Regions from separate parts of the Columba livia genome. Here region 2 is linked to region 1. A link is a contact called in public Hi-C data. All regions are on one chromosome and are shown on one strand. Each heading gives the region's core, a stretch centred on a gene start, on an enhancer-like site or on the middle of the called end of the contact. The rest is flanking DNA. Distances are from core to core; before and after follow the strand shown.

The links. A called contact is a pair of places that touch in the nucleus more often than the background predicts.
Region 2: a Hi-C map of crop shows a contact between it and region 1, with 5 times the contacts expected there. The contact joins the enhancer-like site here to the promoter of VEGFA in region 1. A contact is called at or near these places in 2 of 2 Hi-C or Micro-C datasets (crop and liver).

The regions. Positions count from the first base shown.
Region 1 is chr3:87,391,697-87,398,943 of bColLiv1.pat.W.v2, reverse strand. VEGFA (vascular endothelial growth factor A) reads right to left here and starts at 4,439. Exons shown (of 6, transcript XM_065058086.1): 1 at 4,211-4,439. The coding sequence starts at 4,276. It also overlaps a transcript of RSPH9 not described here.
Region 2 is chr3:87,720,600-87,727,846 of bColLiv1.pat.W.v2, reverse strand. No RefSeq gene overlaps it. Among named protein-coding and RNA genes, the nearest start is that of TMEM63B, 27 kb to the left of the region's middle. Within about 2 kb of position 2,991, at least 3 of the 3 cell types and tissues checked have an H3K27ac peak away from gene starts, as active enhancers do.

The DNA of each region.
Region 1 (7,247 bases), core at 3,190-5,689:
TCAAAAGAAAACCGCATCAAGTGCAGAAATGCCCCAATCTGTGTAGTAGCACAGGAAGAGGATCACGAGCCGAGTCACTCTATCCAAGTTACAATGTCCCCAAGACCTTTTGCAGGGGATTTTTGGTTCACATACAGAACGACTGTGGCGGACTGAGCAGAATTAGTTCAAAGACACTTTGAGGGTCATTGTATCCATTCCCTGTGCAAGGCTACGAGCTGTCTGCCAAGCCCGCCGCCTCCTCGCATGCAAGCACACACAGTACATGATGGGAAGCAGAAGCAAGTCACACACACACTTTCACTGCTCACCTGTGCCTGGCCAGCACCTACGCCCTGCCCCTGAAGTACTGGAGCAGGAGCCAGAACACTCTTCCAGTGCTCACCCAGACCTGGGCTGTGACCCCACCCAGAGGATGGGAAACAAGATGGGTATGAAGCCTGCAGAGAGCTTCTGAGCACTCCCAGTGGAGTTCTCTGCAGAAACTCGACAGGTTTCCCAGAACTACCAGTAACACGCTCTCCGTTCACTATACCAAGAAACCTTTCAGCAGTGCCTTTCACAGGTGGTTAGTGACATCAAAGCCCCTTCACTGGAAGAGTGGAAAGTCAGGGGCTTTTGCCTCACTTTAAACCAGGCTGCTACATATCAGACAGGGCAATGGGGAGCCGAAAAGCCTTCCAAGGCACAAGCAGGCCCAGTGTGCCCTTCGGTGGGAGCTTGAAGGTCATTCTCTCCTCCGCTGGCTTTTGGCATTACCCAACAGCTCTGTAACACAATTTCCTTCCAATTGATTTTCAACATTTCATGAAGGTAAGGCAGCAAGCCCTGGGCTTGAGAGCAGAATAAATGACCTGGGAATGGGGCTGACCAAGGGGAAGATCCTTTCTGTGCCCTTTACAAGTCACAGTAAATGCACATCCCGCAGCAGAATAAAACCCTCTCTAATAAATAAACGCGCCTCACACCAGCAGTGTGTCTGCACCTTCTCTGTCTCCCTTCTCCCCTCTCTCCTGTCCAGAGCAAGTTATTCTCTGAAGGGAGAGAAAAGGTTAATCAAGTCATTCCTCTCTAACCATCACCCCCCTCACCAACACCACCACCACTCTTTCTTTCCCTTCCCCTCCCCCTAATCTGTGCAGCCTCATTAAAAGAGCTTTGTAACTGTTTAGGACTGGAACAAACAATCCATCCCCTTTGAGAGGGACTCTGGGACAGGAGTTAAGGCACTTTTCGTCTTAGGTGCTAGAAATTCTTCTCAGCGGTTTCTACTTAATGGGGGGGACAGCACTCACTGCACTCCTCCATTGTACATGCAGACAGAGGTCAGTAATCCCGCAAGCTGCCAGCACAGCTGAGGCACCTCTGACAGGGAGCGGGATGGACAGGAGAGCAGATTTGGGGTTGCTCAGGAACCACCAAGCCCCTCTGAGATGTCAGTACAGGCTTCCCTCTCTCCTGCTCCCAAAGGAACGCTCCTCCTCTCTCCCAGCCTGTCCTCAGAGCACGGGCCTGGAGTGGCTTTTGGGAAGGTGACCCACTGCGTTCCAGCTGCCTACGGGCTGGGGAAGCAGGTTCTGGTGGCTCCCCATCATGGCCTGGCGCAGAGGCACACCAAAGGCAGGGAGCCTGGTGGGTGTGCGGTCATTAGCAGTCTAGTCACAGGCTCACTCTCCCTCCCTCAGTGTCTGATCGCTGCCTGTTCCCTATGGCAATACAGCTGGTGTATCCAGGTCCCTCCGCAGTTCAGGGCAGGAAGGGAAGAGTTCCCAGACCCTCATCGAGGTGACCTACCACCAGGCTGCTGCCAAGACCCGCAGACAAAGGAAGATGGGGAATGACGGACTGTCCCCCATTCTTCAGGAAAGGGGGGGACCAGAAGGGGACAACAACACAACCTCTCGGACCCTGTTGGGCCTGAGGACTGTACACCACTATCCAGCATGGGCAAACCACTGCAAAATCACCTTTTCCTCCCTTTCCTGCACAGAAAGGCTATTGCCACCAGTGAAGGCAGACACCTGTGGCATCAGCACCACCCAGCCCTGATCGTGACACGATTTCCCACCATCCCCGCTGCAGGACCATAACAACTCCTTCAGTAAGGAGGCATCCCCCTGCTGCCTTCACCATGGAGCACCACGATTCCAGTGCTCCTCCTTCTTTGCCTTTGGGAAAGCAACCCAACACGTGCTGGACCCCGCTTCCCCAACTCAGCTTCTGCCAGGGTTTTTATTTAATGCTCTCCAATGTGCATGGCTAGCTAGATAGGTTTTATTCAGCACAACAGTCAGATTAACAGTACAGATAAATATTATCATCAGAGCACAAAACCTTAGACCCGGCATGAAGAGTCATGCCTTCTGCCATGCCCAGAGTTATTGTCAAGCTGCCTACGTGAGATCTGCTGGTATTTCTAACGTTCCCATCACCGTGGTGCCCAGGCGATCAACAGACAAATAAGGACAGAACTGAAGGGCAGACCTCACCGTTGATCTGCCAGAGCACTTATATGGCCCGCATCACCCAGCTATCTCAACATCTCCCGATCTCTCACTTATCTAGCCCTGTGACATCTCCCCCCAACCCCACCGACATCCCGTGATTCCTCCCTACTTTTCTTCCCACCGTTATCCTCTTTCTTTTCTCACCGGCACCATCCTCCTGCCTAGGAGAAAAGGTAACAGGAGGCTTCTACGTGACTCCTGAGGACAGACAGACCTGGACTCTACCTGATCTGCGTTTCTTCCTCCAGGGAAGAGGAAGGGGAGGGGAGAAGGAGCGAGGGGAGGGTTAAAGAGTATTATCACTAGACATCAATACAGAGCTGTCTAACCTACAGCAGAGGAACTGACTCTACTGTACAAGTTTACCGAGGACCTGCGAGGCAAAGAAATCCCCGTTTTACATGACGGTGGAAAAACTCATGGAGAGCGGAAAGAATTGTCCCACGAGCCAAATCTGGCAGGCAGGCAGCAGGGAGCAGCTCTGTGCCACACTCAAGAGCTGCGCCTCAGTTCCCATCCAGCACAGCCTAATGTGCGGCTGTCAGTGGCGAAAGTAAGAGATATAACAGGCTAGAAACAAAGCATGCAGTGCCTGCATTACTTCAGTTACAGCTGAAATGGCTCCTAACTGGGGAGTTACCTTCCAGTATCGGTGCTGAACAAACAATGTGAATAACTGATTAGTTTGCAAGCGACGCTTATTTTCACAACTGTGGGAGATGATCTGGCCCCGCATTCTCCACAAGTGCCGAGGAGAAATGGCAGGAGAGAACTAACCTGTTATAGCCTTTAAAACATAATCCGGGTCCGCCCAGGGAATAGCCACTTTCACGTGGGCACTCTGTCTAAACCCCTTAATATCTCTTGGCAACACAGCTCTCTTGACTCTTTAGAAAACAGATTTATAGGACACGTTTGCACAGAAAGCTGCCTTTCCTTTTTCTTAAAAAACAGAAAAAGAAAAGCAGAAAGAGTTGGCTTTTAATCTCGCAGGAATGACAATGAGGCAAAAGTAAAAGTGACTGAGGAGGAGAAGAGAAAAATGTACGGTTTTGTAACCTCGGTGCAGGAGATATGTATTTTGAAAAAAAAAAAAAAATCAATCTGGAAGAAATTCAGGATCCATTTTGTCCTCTTTGATCTCTATTTGTTTTTCCAGCTAGGTATTTTGAACTCCACTCGGCGGCACGAACCCGAGCTGGGACCCAAGGCAAATACCGCCGAAACACCCTTTTGCAATGTCAGGAGACCCGAGGACGGGCGGCGAGGCTGATGCAAGAAGCCAGCGCGCTGCCTCCCTGCCCCAAGCAGCTCCCCGGGACTGGCCCCGCCGGGACCCCACGGCCCCGCCGCCGCGGGAGCCCCACGCCGGGGGCGTGCAGTGCGCGCACACGTGCGCGGGCACTCCGCACGGCGCTGCCGACTGCTCCGGGGGCCTGCGAAGCACCGGGCAGCGCTTCCCCCCCCCCGCATCCCCCGTTTGCAGCATTGCACGCACGCATACACACGTGTGTGCGCTGCAGGCACCCACCCGGACACGGTGCCAGCAGCGCGGCGGCACCGCACCGAGCAGGTGGGAAGTAAGGCAGGGGGGCGCCAAAAAGAAAGGGGGGAAAAAAGTCTTTTCCGCCGCCTCCCCGCCCCCACCGTACGTGCGGTACAAAAGCCCCCGTCCCGCCGCCGTCCCCGTCCCTGCTGCTTACCTCCGCGCTCTGCAGATAGAGCAGCGCCGCCAGCCCCCAGTGGATCCAACTCAGCAGAAAGTTCATGGTTGCCGGCACACGCCGTGGAGCGGGGCCCGCCGCGCTCCGCCTCGCCGCCGTCGCCCCGCCGCCGCCGCCGCCCCGCCGCGCTCTTGCCCGCGCCTCCTCCGTGCCCGCCGCCGCCTCCTGGGGTGCCGCCGGTCGGGCGCTGCGAGAGGCTCCCGGGAAAAAGGTGTTCCTCTTCGGGGTCTCCGGTTTCACCCCTCCATCAGCCCGGCTTTCCGCCGGCCTCCGCTGCTGCTTTCGGTGGGCGCTCCACCGGGCCGAGCGCAGGCTCCGCGGCCGCCCCGCCGCCGCCCGGCCCCCGCCGCCGGGCAGTCCGAGCTCCACAGCGGCGCTCGTCCGCGGCCGCCGCTTCTCTCCGCGCCGGGGCAGGCAGTCACCCGCGCCGCGATCGCTCAGTTTCAAGCACTCACGCCAAAGTTTGCGCGGAAAGTTTCAATGCATCTCTTTTTCTGCGTCCCCTCTTCGCAGCAGCTGCCTCCGGCGGCTCCCCGAGCCGGGGTCGCCTCCCTGGCGGTAAGGGGCTGATCCCGCTGCCGCCGCTCGGCCCGACCCCTCTCCGCAAGTCGGGGTGGTGGTGGCGGAGGGGATGAAGAGAGCGCTTTCCTCCTGCCCTCTCTGTCTCTCCCTCTCTCAGTCCACCGCTTTAGAAAAAAAATCAGAATATAAAAAAAAAAAAATCCAAACTGACTAGAGAGGGAGGGAACTGGGGCGGAGGGAGGCTCTGCAGGAAAGGGAGGGAAAAAAAATCCCAGCGGATCAAAGTATAGGTGGGGAAAAAATAAATTAAACGAGAGGATAAAGCAAGGCGGCAAGCCAACAGCAGGTCCCGGTGCCCGGGGAGGGCTGCTCCCGCGGCGCGCTGTCCCCCGCCGGCGCGGCGTGCGCTCCTCGCCCCCGGCGCGGCGGCAGCCGCACTCCGCGCACTCCAGCGGCGGCTCCGCGCAGCGCCCGTTCCCCGCGCAGCGCCCGCCCCGCCACCCGCTCGCCGGCGCTCTGCAACTGCTCGGCGCGGACGCGGGGAGAGACGCTCCGGCAAAGTCCCACCCCTCCACAGCTATTCTCCTCCCTCCTCCCCTCCCTTTTTTCGCTGGGAAAGGCCACGGAGGTAAAGGGGTCCGCGGCCCCTCTGCCGCCCTCCCCGCCCTCTCCACTCGGGTCCGCAGTCCCCCGTGGCTCGCAACATTTCGCCCCCCAGCCTTCCTGCCCTGCCTTTCACCTCGGGCGCCCCACGGGCCGCGCTTCCTCCACCCTTTCTGCCCTGCCGATGGATGCACGTTCGGGTCAAAATTCACCTTGCCCGTGGGAATTGCTCCAAAGTCCAGCGGAGCCATTTGGGGGGAGGGGGCAGCGAGGACAAATTGTGATCACACTCATCATCCGTCCCCCCAAGGCCTTCGCTTTTCAGACACAGTGATTTCTTAGCACCTATGTGCTAAAAAGGAGTGGAGTAGGGGGTTGTCCTCATTTGGGTTTTATTTCTCTTCATCCATTGGCAACCCACCTTGGTTCAGGGGGGCTGCCTGCACTGGCTGAGCATTGCCCCAGTGTGCAGAAAGGTGTCATGCTGAAGGGGTGAAGATTTTGCCAGACAAACACCACGCTGCTTTCTGGGAAGGTATTTGAAGGGCAAAAAGGCAGCTTTGTCTTACTGGGGTTACCGCAGGCATTCCCCAGCTGAGCTCCTTCACTCGTGTCACCCGCAAAATTTCCTCATACGGGATACAGAGTAACAATATGCGTGTGTCAACACATATAAATCTCTCTCCTACCACCGTCTTCCAAGGACTGCAGGTAGCGGACAGAGTGGTAGTCCAAGCTGGCAGATTCCTGGGGCTCACCATGGGCTGGAGGAAGGGGAAAGGGAAAAAGACACTGAAGAAAGAAAAGGCCACATTATGATTAGAAAGCAGGTATTCCAGTGCTGTGCCACAGACTCCTACTGATACAGGCAAAGCATTGGCTCTATAGAGGCACCTGCTGGCTGAGGGAAACACACGAAACAAAACCAAACAAAATCTTTGCTTTCCCTAGATCTTATACCTGTTTCTCCCTTTGTTTATTTTTAAAAGTTTTCGTGTCACCCCGTGGTGCAGCATGCGGGGATGTCACCCAGGTCACACTGATCCCGAGGAAGGCTGGGAGGTGAGTGACAGATCATCTGCCTGAACCAGGAGCGACGCCAACTCCTGCCCGGCCTCTCGGCTGCCCTGGCTGTGGGGTCGCATCCCACACCCTGGTGCCCATGGCCTTCCTTCTGGGCAGGGGGAGAAATCCAGCCTAGTCAAAAGCCTGGAAGAGAATATAATCCCTTTCCCCTCAGGGATCACATTTCTACAGAGGAGTGGTGCGTGTTGTTCAAATATTGCAAAAGAATCTTTTTTACTTTGCTCTGGTTTTGTTTTGGTGTGGTTTGGTTTTTAAACTAATTGTTGCAGAGGGTTTCTGAAGTAACAAATGTCCATCCAAAATAACCTGACTTTCCCATATTCAGAATGCAATTGCCAAAACTGCCCTCCAAGAGAGAGGGAGACTACAGACCCTCACCATGAGAAATAAATGGAATATTTCATTAGATGAAGGTAAAGCCAAATTAAAGCTCCCAAAGGAAGGAACCGGTCCTGATTCTGCCGGAGTTTACTGTGAGCGGCTCCCTCCTCATGCCAGGCCTCTGCACTTCAGATCTGCAGCAGGCAGATAGCTCACTCAGTACTTTTTTTCTTTATTTGGTAGTGGGTCCTAGGTGACTTTTCCCCTCCTGCTAGGTGAGCATTTTATGAATGAACATAGTGCTACCACAAATAACCTGTAATTTCAACACCCGTCTGGATGGACAAAATCCCTCCAGCTGTTGCACTGCTCAAAGTCATACACAGAAATCTCACAGAAAAGATTAAACCCACGAGGTAAGGCAAGGGGTAGCCTTATCTCCTTAAAGCTACAATGTACTGTAAATAATGTACAGAACCCAGCT
Region 2 (7,247 bases), core at 1,742-4,241, 330 kb before region 1:
CCTAGGTCTTGTGTGCTTATATGAATCTGTAGCATTAGCTAGCAGTAAATTGAAATTCTTTTCCGCCTGGACATGCTGGGCTGAATCCATGGGCACCTATGGAAACTGCTGGGACACACGTGCATCAGTTTATTAAAGTATGTAGCGTTTTATCCCGGGGTGGCGGGTGGCAGGAACCAGGCATGTGCTCGGTCTGCGATTTCCCCCTTCTCCTCTTCGCTTTGCTCTGCTAAGAGTCATTCGGAGCGAGACCCTGTGTGCCCACTTCCTCGCAGCCTCCCTTCCCTCCCTCCCTTCCTCCCCACCGGCCCCATCCCCGGGCTGGCCCCGGCGCCCTCCCCGCGTCCCTGCAAAGCGGGCGGCGGCCACACGGTGTCAGGCGGGAGCCGGCCGTGCCACCGAGCACCGGGCGCGAACACCCGGGGGACCGGCAAACCCCGTGGGCCTGGGGAGGAACCCGTGGAAAATGGCAAATAATTGTCTGGTGTTGCTATAACCTATACCCCTGAGTACGCCTAGCTATAGGGAAAAGACGGCTTCTGCTCTTTGTCCTACATCACGCAGGAAGGGCGCTACGTTTTTCAGGCGCTGTGTGAATTTTGCCAGGTCTTTCACAGCAGGGGGAGGACGGGAGGTGGTCTCCTGCCTGAGGCAGCCCAGGAGAGATGAGTTGTGCTGGGCCTCAGCCTTTTGCTGCAAAACGCAGAGGAAGGCTGCCCTGCAAGGGGAACAAAGGGACTAGGATAGTGAGAGACACTTGCAAGCAGGGAGTGCTGGCAACACGGCTGCTGTTGCTCGGGAAAGAAAGTGCCTGATCAGGGGCGTGGGGAGAGGCTGAAGTTGGGGGGTGTGGGTCGTCAGCAGGAAAAAGGGATCAGGAGGTTTGTGCTGCTGAATGCCTTCTGGAACTGGGGTAGGCATGAGCTGGACCTTGAATCAAGTTCAGTTGTGCCTCTCCCAGCTCTCTGTTTTGTGGCTGCACCGGTGGGGAACTGAGGGGAACCCATTTTTCCCGCTGCATTTTTATGGCGGAGGCGGGGGAGCCGGTGCAGAGAGAGGGCAGGCTGGGGAGGATGCATCAGTAAGTGACGTGTGATGCCAGAACGAGCAGTGGCCCAGCCTCGCTCAGGTGCAGCTCTCCGTGCCGTGCCTCACGTACAGAGACGCTGTCTATCCTCCAGCTATTTACCGCCAGCTCATTTTGCAAACGCTGCACTCACAAGATTTTTTTTCCCTCTCTCCCTCTCTCACTCTTCCCTGTAGAGATGCTCAGACAGTGCTCCCCATTCAGCTTTAAGCATGAGGTCTCCCACCTGCACATGCATTGCACATGCTGACCACCCTGCAGGTTTTTGTTTGACTGGTCCAAATTCACCACCTTCCCCTTCTCCTGCTCCTCTGAGTCTTCAGTCCTGGGGAGGGAGCTGCAGTGAACAAAGAGGGAGGCTGGTGAGAGCTGAGATGCTGCTGGGGGCACACTTGGCCAGGGAGCCTGCTGCTCCTGCTCACCCAGTGATGAGCCTGGAGGTCTGGCCCTGGCCATGCTGCAGGGCTGCTTGCTTCCCAGTGTGGTGTGGGCTTGCCATCTTTGCTGCCCGGGGATAACCCTCCCTAGCGAGGGGAAGGAGGGAAGGCAAGGAAGGGCATGGGGGATTGGAAGGGGTTCCCTGATGTGAGGGGTAGAGCAGGACTTAATTCCTGTGGGTGATAGTAAAGAAAGGGACATGGAATAAGACCCAGCCAGGGATTGCCCCATTACATACTGAGAGGGAGAATAAAATGCTGTAAGCAGAGGGGGGCGGGAGCACACACCCTCCCCAGTGGGGAATTAGAAAGGGGTGGCTGAGGGAAAGGGGGTGCCCCTCATCGTCTCCTCATGGAGGGGGCTGCTTGGGCCTGGAAGGTTTCTTCCCGAGCAGGGACTATGGCTGATGGCTAAGTCTCACCCTTCTCCCGACAGGCACATGTTGCTACTTTCATCTTCTTTTTCAAAGCCTTGGGCCCATGGCTCCTTACAAGAGAAGCTGGTCTTTTATCTTCCCTATCTCCCTGTGCTGAGAGCGGACTTTGTGGTTTTTAAGGAGGTGCTTGAAAACAGGAGCTGAGGGTTTTCCTAAGGGACACCAGACAGCATAGGTAGGAGACCGCTGTCTCTGCTGCCTCCTGATTTCTTGCTGCTTGGTTGGCAGCAATGGGGCTGACTGCTCAGCTCTTGGCTGTGCTGCCCCAGAGGGTGGCGAGGAGACCTCCCCCCAAAATACAGCTGGGGTAGGTGTGAGGGGCTGGACAGAGAGACCCCAGCTTGGCATAAGGGCAAGGATGGGATTGCCTTGCTGCCCCATGGGAAGTCTCGGGGGGGCTTTGGGAGCGCTGCTGGGAGGAGGGCTGACGATGGGGCCGGGACCCACGGGCAGGAGTCAGGGGTGCAGGCGGGGGTGCCGGCGGGCCGGTTGGCTTTGGGGGCTGCCCGGTGGGCCGAGCGGGGCGGTGGGGCTGGCCGTCACACGCTACGGTAGATGGCAGTGCCGCCCGGATTTTATGAATGGAGGAGGAGGAGGAGAAGGAGGAGGGGAGGCAGATGGATGCGGGGAGGTGGTGATGGAGAAGGGGAGGGGTGTGTGGGGGAAATTTGCTGGCTGGGCTCCGGCCTCCACCTCCGTTCTCCCTCGCCGCTGAGCCAGGCGCCCTCCCCCAGCCATTAGCATAGGCCTGCCCGGGTTTACATGTCAGGCTGCACGTTGCAGCGGCCGGATCCAGCAGCCAGCAGCGCTGGCAGCCGCCCCGAGTCAGCTGCTTCCCAGCGAGGAGCGGCGAGGAGCGGAGCGGGGCGGCGGGAGCCAGCCCGCAGGCACCGGCTTTAAGGTGTCCTCGTGGAGATGCCGCCTGCACTCCCCCCTTCCCGCCTGACACCCCGACGTCCCTGGCTGCCCCCGAGCGGAGCCTGGCTTAGGATGACTGCGGCCTTATGGGTTTTACACCGGGCTGCTGCTGTGACCTTGGGGCCTGGGGTGGCCAATGGTGCTGTTCACGTGCCCCTTGGAGAGCTTTGGGCAGCCCCGGGTGGGGGGTCTGGGAGCAGGCTTGGCTTTTTGGGGTACAGCTGCCTTTTGCTGTGAACAAACTCCCTTCTCCCTACTGTCCATTTGCATGCCTGGCATTGCAAGGCAGTGCTGCGGCACTCTTCCCTTCAGCTTTTTCATGCCCTGGGGGATATTTACAGACCCCATCCTGCTCTCCCATGATCTCCCACTCTCACGAGCGGCCCTCTTTGGTGGGGAAAGCCAGAAGAAGCAGCTAACTCTCTGCAGTTTCCTGGCGGAAAAGCTGGGTGTGATGAGTGCTCAGTGCTTTGAGATAAGGAGAGGAAAAGCTCTTTTTTCTTTTCTTTGGGGCCTCTGAGGCATCACCTGGGGTTGCATGTGCCAGTCACTTCCAGCTGCACCTGGGATTGCGCACTGTAGGGACTGGAACCCGTTAGGTAGGATTGCTGTGTGCTGGGAGGTGGTTACTGCCTGCCATTCTAAAGGAGTCCAAGCTTCAGTGGCATCCTGGATCCTGCAGAATCCCTCATCCAGAGGGTAGATGAGGAGGAAATCTTCATCCAGTGAAGTGCCCCCAGGGCCATGAGGTGATGCATGGGGAGGACAGGAGATCCTGCAGTAGCATGGGTGCTTCCACTCTGTGGTTGGCAAGAAGTCCCTGCCTGGCCCAGTACCTAGCGTCATCTCAAAGCCACCAACAGCACAGATCTCGATGGGGCACAAGCCTAGGGAGGACTGGGCCACCCTGTGCCAGCCTGGCTTGAGCAAAGGAGAACAGCTAAACTTCAGAGTGAGCATGAAGCAGAGCCCAGCCCGGGGTGCTCGGCTGGGCCTGCAGTTTCTTACCTCCACCCTATGGCCAGTGTTGGCTATAGGGGCTCAGCTGCCACAGCTCCCCCCCACCCTGCATGTTTGCCAAGTACTTGGATGGTCCCTTGCTTGGAAGAGCTGACAGTCCAGGGATTTTTGTTTGCATATTAAACCAGCTAAGTATTCAGAATCGGCTCCAGCTACCGCCACGGGGAAAGCAGCTCCAAGATACATATTTCCCTGCCAAACCTGCCTGTGGTACCTCCGAGGCAGCAGAGCTGCTGCCTTCCGATGCTGCTGGGAGTGGGTGTGTGGCTGGGCTCAGACCCACCAGCAGTGCTCACGCAGTGTCCGGCTGAGCTCGTGGGGAGAGCACCTCTCTGCAAAGCTGCCAGCAAGCTCGCGGGGAGCTCACCCCGCTACCGTTGTGTTGACAGGATTCCAAACACACTCACAGCTCTCCATCCTTGGGAAGTGGTCAGAGAGGAGCGGGTCATGCCTGCCTACACCCCAGGCTCAGGGGAGCAGGATAGGGGAACTGGTGTGCACCACACCATCCTAATTCCCAGTCCCTGTGGCTGTGGGTGGGAGAGACCCATTCTGCATCCATGCATGGGGCAGGATGAGACCTCACCACGTAGGACAGTCACACTCAGGCCATTTGCTGCATGCCTGACACTTTGTTTCTCTGTTTTTTCCCGATGTGGTTTGCGGGTCCTGGAGCTGGTTGGCCTGCTGGGCACAGCAGACAGCATGTCCTTTTCCAGGGCAAGCTAGTCTGGCTCTCCTGGTCCCATTTTGGGAAGCAGGGATCAGGGGAGTACACCCTGCCCGGCACGTAGGCCATCCTTGGGTAATGACTGTGAGTGTTTGGCCAGTCTGATGCAATGAACTAATTAGAAATTTGCTGTCACCACAGCTGGACTCACCTGGCTTGTACGCTGCAGCCGGGTGATTCTTGCTCCATGTGACAGTCCTCCAGCCTCCCCGGGGACCAGGAATAGCAGCGGGGGGATCACATGGCCACCCTGGCTGTCCTCCCCTGTAGCGCGCCGGCATCCTGGCAGCCACGCGTGCGAGTGTCATGAGGTGGCTTCAGTGGCCCTGGGGAAACGTGCTCCTCTTCACCAGCCCTGGGGATAGGCAGGTGACAAGTCTCCTGATGTGCTGGTGGCACACGTGGCCAGGGCGCAGCTCTGGAAGGATGGAGCGGTGGTCGTGGCACCCCGGTCTCTGGGATTTAGCCAAGATTTCCAGGGGTGTTGTGTGACCTGATGCCTTTGGAAATGTTTCCCCAGAGGTTTGCAAAGACCCTCCTGCCAGGCAAAAAGCTTGAGCAGAGCAGACCTGTGCTCCTTGCATTGGGGAAGCCTCTTGCTGCCCAGCTGGGCATGGCACTTCATTTGTGCTGGCCCCATGGTGGGTGCCCAGAAGATGTGAGGTGGGCTAGGCGCAACATACAAGGACTCTACAGCCCGAGTCTGCCCCAGGTAATACAAAATACAGGGAATCTGTCAAAGCCAGTGGATAATTTTAGTACCTATTCAGGTGGCACGAGTTGGCCACTGGGTCTTCAGTGTTGATGCTACCTCAGGGCACCCCAGCATCACTGGGTTTTCCCACAGGGAACCACTGGAAAGAGCCCACTCCCAGCATGTCCCAAGGGTGGGTTCTGTGAATGGACACACTGAGAACCACCTTGGTAACTGTGAAAGAGGGGGTCATCCTGAGGGAGACACGCTGTGTACAAGCAGAAACCAGTTACAGCTGCTGGAAGAGCCTCTGAGAGGAAAACTCGGCAGCCCACAGAAAATGAGTTAGTGTTGACATTCATAGAACATTTGTTTAGATTAAGCAATGTGGCTCAAAGCTGCTCAGCTGTGGGGAGCTGAGCACTTACTAGATTACTTTTGGTGTTGCTGTTCATGGCACTGGCCAAGTGGCTGGGTGGTGGTGGGAAGAGCTCGCCCCATCCTCATGAGCCTCTTCCTCTACTCTCTCCCTGGTTGTTCCTTGTAGCCAGAGAGCTGAGCAAATTGTGGTTTTTCTTCCCAGAAGTGGAAGCTCTGGGTGATGCCCTCTCCCAAAAGACGTTTTCTCTTGCAGCATTTGCAAGGAGGTTGTCATGGGGCCATCTGGTGCAAGGACCTGCTGAACTTTCCCTTGGACGTGGGTTCTGGAGGTCAGGAGGTGACAGGCAGCCTTGCCCTGGTTCTGCTGGGCTGGTCACACTGGGGTCCCTGCAGTCATCAGGGCATCAACTCTTTTACCAGCTTCCAAATGCAGAGTTCAGGAAAAGCTGTGGCCAGGGAGCGTGGGCTGTGCAGGGCTGGCGCCAACACCTTGTAGCTGCGTGTGTGCACGGCTCTGCTGGCTGGGGATGGGCACGCACAACATATCTCAGAGACACGGAAAAGCATATTGATTTCCTGGAAACCTATATAAATTGGAACCATCTCCCAACGAGAAGCACTGAGTTTGGTTTCCTGATGTAAAGCGGCAGCTACAATGAAGAAAAAGACAAAAAAGAAGGCTGGACCACCCACCGTCTGGAGAGAGAGCACCCTGGGCCCCTGGGGTGCTTGGAGGGGGAACTGGCCGGGCCCTGGGGTCTCTGCAGGTGGGATGCTTGCTGCCTGCAAATGCGGGGAAGCCCCCCTGCAGCCCTCCCCAAACCCAAGGGAGCCACCTTAAGAGCTCTCCCTCCATAGGACCAAACGGGATCCGCCAGGCGTTTCATATACCATATTCTATAGCCAAGGAAACCTTAACAAAGAGCCGTACGCTCTCACGTTTCGCTTCAGGCTTCTCCCTGCTGCAGCTGGGGCTGAGTTTTTTAAAATCTTTGTGTCATTATTTCGTTCCTCTTTTGATTCAGCCATCGAGGGACAAGGAGATGCCAAACGAAAAGAATGGGCATTTAAACAGAACTAGATTGAAGAGGCAGTGTGTGAGCTGAACAACAAGTCTTTTTACATTTCATATGATCTTATACATGGGCTCCATTCAGTATATTTCCCCTCTGTTTCATTTGAATGTACAGAATTAGCCATTCACATCCTCTGGAATTACGGCTCTTTAACATTTCCATTCTGAGCTGCCTCCATATTTTGGGGGTTGGGAGCATTATTAGCTCAGCTGGGGAAGCACAGGCTGAGGTCAGAGTTGGTCTTGCAGGCTGGAAATGAGCTTTTTCTTTTTTTTGGAAAGTGCAGGATTTGATGCGTGATGACTGTGGTCAGAAAAATATACGAATGTACACAAATATAAATATGTGCTGTAGCGTGTGTGTATCTGGTTTCAGAGGAAGGAGGGTCTTTTTCATGCAATCTTGGTGGAGATGTTTCTTCAGATAGAAAAGTGAGCCTCAGTTTTCCGATGTGTGGTGTGTTCCAT